Linked DNA regions of Danio rerio: region 2 is linked to region 1. Evidence: chromatin contacts called from public Hi-C data. All regions are on one chromosome and are shown on one strand. Each heading gives the region's core, a stretch centred on a gene start, on an enhancer-like site or on the middle of the called end of the contact. The rest is flanking DNA. Distances are from core to core; before and after follow the strand shown.

Evidence for each region. A called contact is a pair of places that touch in the nucleus more often than the background predicts.
Region 2: a contact with region 1 is called in a Hi-C map of an unstated tissue, with 4 times the contacts expected there. The contact joins the enhancer-like site here to the promoter of mcama in region 1. A contact is called at or near these places in 2 of 18 Hi-C or Micro-C datasets (embryo and an unstated tissue).

The regions. Positions count from the first base shown.
Region 1 is chr5:64,799,660-64,802,541 of GRCz12tu, forward strand. It overlaps mcama (melanoma cell adhesion molecule a), which reads right to left and starts at 1,525. Exons shown (of 16, transcript XM_068221535.2): 1 at 1,438-1,525. The coding sequence starts at 1,519.
Region 2 is chr5:64,847,630-64,850,511 of GRCz12tu, forward strand. No RefSeq gene overlaps it. Among named protein-coding and RNA genes, the nearest start is that of mis12, 9.7 kb to the right of the region's middle. Within about 2 kb of position 1,507, at least 5 of the 62 cell types and tissues checked have an H3K27ac peak or open chromatin away from gene starts, as enhancers often do.

The DNA.
Region 1 (2,882 bases), core at 275-2,774:
TCAGTCAATAATCCCAGGACAGACAGCTTTACTTCATCTGCTGGGGGACTGGAGGGACCTTATTAACACAAGGCTGAACAGAAGGTATAAGGACAGGGGCTTGTTAAGAGCCTTTGGGGGAACCAACCTTACAGGACAGTGCTGATCCATTCCACACCAAGCAAAATATGAAAAAGGAGAAAACACGATGAGGACAAGGACAACAAAGGTAGATCGACAGCACAACGGGGGACAGATAAAGATGGACAAGCAGAGGATTATGCAGTGGGGGTCCATCATCTGTTCCTTAATGAGAAGGGCTTGTTCTGTAGTCGTGTAGGTCATGCACTTAAGAGGGTGCACCACTGAATACAGCGTAATATGCAAGATCAAGGTTATTTGTATAGGTGTATAAATAAGTGTGTGCAACGAATTGTTAATAAACTACTGAATTTTGCATATTGTGAACAGCTTATCTCTGTGTGAAAATCTCTCACATCATGGCATTTTGAACAGTCTAACAGAGTTCCACAGATTCTATCTGAACACAGACACTCACGCACACACAAAGCCTGTATTTGTGGTCAGTCCCATGGTCTGTAGCATTTTTCTCATGTAGAAATAACCAGATGCAACAGCAAATTGGCCAATTATGAATATGAACATAAATATTTGCTTTGGAAATGTAATGTTTTATTACTAGATAATATAGGCTGATTAGCTTATGCATGGTAAGGTAAGATGCAAAAAAACAGTGTCATCTGAAATTTTCTTCTAAAATGATTTTTTTTTCTCAGGTTGATGCATGTAAGTTCAGTAATTTAACCTTTATGACAATAAATAATATATTTTCATGGCCTTAAAAGTGAAATAAATGAGCATATACAATGGAAGCTGAGAAAGATGCTTGGTTTAGATAAACAAACACGATATATGTTTTATATGTGTGTTTAAAATTTTAATATGTGTGTTAAATGGTGATCCACCTGCTATTGTTTATCAATGCTTGCCATATTTTACCGTTTTTTCCACATCTGAGGATATAAGCAAGATTATAAACGGATTGTTTTTATAGTACTACTACATTACTGTATGCGTTACTGTATGCTTTGTGTCTATTTCAACAAGTTCAATCTATTTATTGAGCTCACATGCAGTGTGATGATGACAAACTTCATTTTTTTCAAGCGAAAAACAAAGACAAATGGTAAAAAGGCTTTACAAATGTGGTCTAGCCAACTTGTAACCGTCGAAAACTCTAAAGTACACAGAAAACAGCGGAGTTAAATAGCCATAACTATTACCGTACAGTATACAGTATCTGCAGCATCCCAAACATCCGCGTGCATGTCATTCAAACGCGCGCGGTCGAAACCCTCTTCAGAAAGTTTCTCTCAAAAAAATAAAACATCAACAAAAAGCAGCACCGCATGGAAAATAAACGTCAAATTGTCTTACCTTGCCACGCAAGAGCGCAGATTTGAAGAACAATTAGTAAAAGTGAAGTGTTTTGCAGAGCCATGTTCCTGAAGTTATCCATCTGAATGAAGCGCACTGGAGGAGCACAGGCGTTTTGGCCAGGAGGAGCGCGCGAGAGAGGGAGGGATTATTTGGACTGTCCTACTGCGAGTGGGAGGAAATTTTGGGGCATTCAATTAATGTTCGCCTACAAAAGAAATCCGGTTACAAACTAATTTTTGTCGGACTCGATGTTTTTAGCTTCTGGTAAATCAGCTTGCACGAAGTGTGGTTATATGCTTATATGCACGAAAAGTGTGATTCTACTTTGCTTAGGACATGATATGCTACCACACACCTAACTAATATTATTGTATATGGTATACACAGTGGTGTTTAACAAAGTAACATGCCAATTTACGATGTAATACCAACGTATACAAAATCGTACCACTCAATTATGCTAATCGATGTTTGTTCACGCTGACGTCGCATGAAAAACATTGATCTTGAATATGTTAGAACACATTCTGGTAGACTGTATAGGGTTTAGGCTATATTCGTTATATAACTTCTATATTTTGTTATCAACTTTAAGTCAACAAAAATCATTATAAAAATCATGAAAATCAGTTCATTTGAATTATCATTATCCTACACGTACTGCAAAAATGCGTTTCTTACTTAGATTGTTTGCCTTGTTTCTAGTCCATATATTTCAAATTTCTTAAATCAATAAGAGATTTCTAGACAAGCAAAACATATTTTCTCTTGTTTAAAGAAATAATACACTAAAATGAAGGGAGTATTTCATTGAAACAAGCAAAAATAATCTGCCAATGGGGTAAGAAAAATAATCTTATGTCAAAAGGAAAACAAGATTGTTTTTCTTACCCCATTGGCAAATTATTTTGCTTGTTTTAAGGAAAAAATCACTTAATATTGCCATATTGTTTCTGAAAACAAGACATTATGTTTTGCGTATCAAGAAAATGCTTCTTGCTAAATGAATTTATAGATATTTGAAATAGAAACAACAAGAAATAAATACGGAAAGCATTTTGCAGTGTAGTTGTTGCCCAAGCCAAGTAAATAAATGAGATATATTAAAACGAAATTTAAGTACTACTTTTATACATCTCTATAGTTTACGAAGTACTTTTCAAATTATTTTTCCAAATTTCAAACAAGTGTAATGTTGTTTAGAGCATTTATCTGTAACACTTTAGAATAAAAGTCCATTAGTAAATGTTAGTAATGTTAGTATTGTAAATATTAGTGTTATAATGTTAGTATTTTCTTTAAAATTAACATTAAGTTACATTAGCATAACATTAACTGAGTATGAATAATCTTGTAAAGAATTTATTAATCATATTTCGACATTTACTAATGCACAAAATCCAAAGTTGTGCATGTTAACTTACCGTAAGTTACATGGACTA
Region 2 (2,882 bases), core at 257-2,756, 48 kb after region 1:
CGCTGTCCTGCTGAAGAATTTGCCCTCTCCAGTGGTTTGTAATGTAATGGGCAGCACAAATGCCTTAATACCTCAGGCTGTTGATGTTGCCATCCAATTTGCAGATCGTTTAAACAGCCCCATACTGAATGTAACCCCAACCATGATTTTTCCTTTACCAACTTGCCTGATATCTGTTAGAATCTTGAGTTCATGCAGTTTTCAATAGGTCTTCTGCAGGATTTGTGATGATTCGGACGCAGTTTAAGAGTTGATTCATCTGAAAAATCTACCTTCTGCCACTTTTCCAAATTATCACTAAATTAAGTTATTATCAGTATTTCTTACACTAGGATCGAAGACAAGACTCTTGTCAGGTAGTGCGAATATATTTTTAGTGTAGCATTGTCGCATTTAATGGAATTGTTCACCCAAAAATGAAAATTATGCTATGAATTTCTCACCCTCATGTTGTTCAAGACTTCATCTTTAAATGAAGATATTTTAGATGAATTCTTAGAGCTCACTCATCCTCAATGAAGCAATGGTCCTGAGACAAAAAAGATGGCCACTTTTTTTGCACCAAAAAAACAAAAAGAAAAAACTTGCGTGTTGCACCACCAACTCTAACGGCAATAGTAAACACACACCTGATGAGAGATAATCATTTGATTACAGTTGAATGTTTTGACAATGTTTTTGACAATATATATAATCATAAAAAATAACTAACGTCTAAAGTTTAAAGAGATAGAACCTCAATATTAAGATTATGTCATCAGTTACTCACATTTTTCGAGAGGGGTCTGGCTGCAGACTTGGTGCAGGTGCAATCTGAGCTGCATCTAATGCTTTTTAATGTGCTCACCTAACCCCACCCCTAAACCTACCCCTCAAAGTGTGGTCACTAGCTCCATTTAGTGCATTGTGTCTGACATTGCATCTCTGAGCGATACAATCTCAGATGCAGCCTTTATGATGCAAGCTGAGATTCTCAACTTTTTGATTTAGTGTCTAATTTGTATCAATTCGTACAATCTAATTTGTACAATTTAGTATGATTTGCTCATCACCCAATGACGGTTGGGTTTAAGGGTGGGGTCGGGTGCCACGCCTTCTTTTTAAAATCTTACAATTTCATACAACTGAACTCATACGATTTTTTACGAATTCGCCACTAAACTAGCAAAACGTAAAATACTTACATTTTCTCATGAGATCAGGCTGGCGTTTTAAATAACGACATAGGTCACAGTAATACAAATTTTCATAATCTCGTGACATCACAGGATACCATTCATTGGTTTCGTTGCGTGCAAATGCAGTCAACTTAATCAGCATGCTGTTTCTACCTCTGTTGTAACCTTATTAAATTTAGCTGGGTTCCACTCTGCTGTTCTCTCATAACTCATCACCTTGGTATCTCCAGGCCGAAGCAGGGCTTTCTGATGGAGTGTGGGTGTGTGGAGATAAGGGCTCTTTATTGGTAGACCCTGCTAATCTGACTTGGCAGGGGGGATTGAGGGCAGGCTGTCCCATCTATGACGCCTCCATCCAGCATGACTTTTTGTGGAAGGCCCCAGCTGCTCAGGATACGTCTTTAATGAGTGATGAAAGAGGCAGACAGGGAGTCGGGCAGGTTGCGGGGCCTCCCTCCTTAACTCAATCCTTCACCATGTCTGTTTTTCAGCCTTGTTTAGGTGATGCCCTCCAGCAAATATGCTTTTTTTTCATGAGAATGCCATTTTACTATGCGGTGTCCATCTTACATTGGGTGTAATGACACAATGTTGATGTTGAAGTGGTTAATCCTCATAAGGTGAACACTGCAAAATAAATAAATGTAAGGTTACATTTATTTTACAAACATACATATATTTTTTTTCCAGCATTTTATTTTAAACAATTCAAAAAAACTGTTTACCTGTAAATGTTCAGGAACCCTTGTTATTAGCAAGTGGGGTATTTTTGTACACAACATACAAGAGACTGAACATGATACAATATCCTGATAATTTCAGCAAAGTTTAAGATGCACTTTGAGAGAAAATTATTTTTCAATGATGTACTGACGATGAACTTAAAGAGGTGGTCCATAGTGTATTTTTAAGGCTTGGTTGAGTTTATAACATGCAAAGCAATGTGTGCTCATGCTTCATTTGTAAAAAAAAATCACATTAATTTTTCATTTGATTACATTTAGCTACTCCACTAGTAGCAAAGAATTCTGGCCCAGATTTGGCAAAAAGCTGGCACAGCAGGCATTCATCCGGCACTGGCATACAGCATGTGGGCCAAACATGGCCCGGGTTTGGCAGAGGTGGCACCGTTTTTAAGGCGGCACACAAGATTTGGGCCAGATGTAAAACGTAGTATTTGGCCCAGATTTAAAAATTTGATAAGTGGGCCATGTGAGTTTGGCCAGTCTTGACCCACATTTAAAATACACTAAAATCATTTTTGAGTAAAGAAAAAAAATTCTACCAATCAGGTCACTTTGAGAAAAAGCGTGCCCATAGTGTGCCTAAAGCGCATCACTCCATGGGTTTATAAATTTCATTGCAATCGTGACACACCAACCTATCTGGCCCAGTTCAGGCCCATTTATGAGTTATTAACTTGGCTGAGACTTGGCCCAGATTTGGTCTGTGTTTGGCCCTTGTCTGGAAGCCAGATTTGGTCCAGTCATGTACCGTAATTCACTGCGGCATGTGGGCCAAGCAAAACCTGATTGTGTGGGCCAGAGCTGGGCCAGAGAAATTTTGCTATGTGGGTCAGCTAACATCAAAATGACTGTCATATTTCCATCAGCTAATATGTGCTCTGATTTGCGGATCGGCTTCACGTCACCAAGAAGCATTAAGCACCTTCAAGCATGCGCTATTTTGCGCCATGTAAACTGT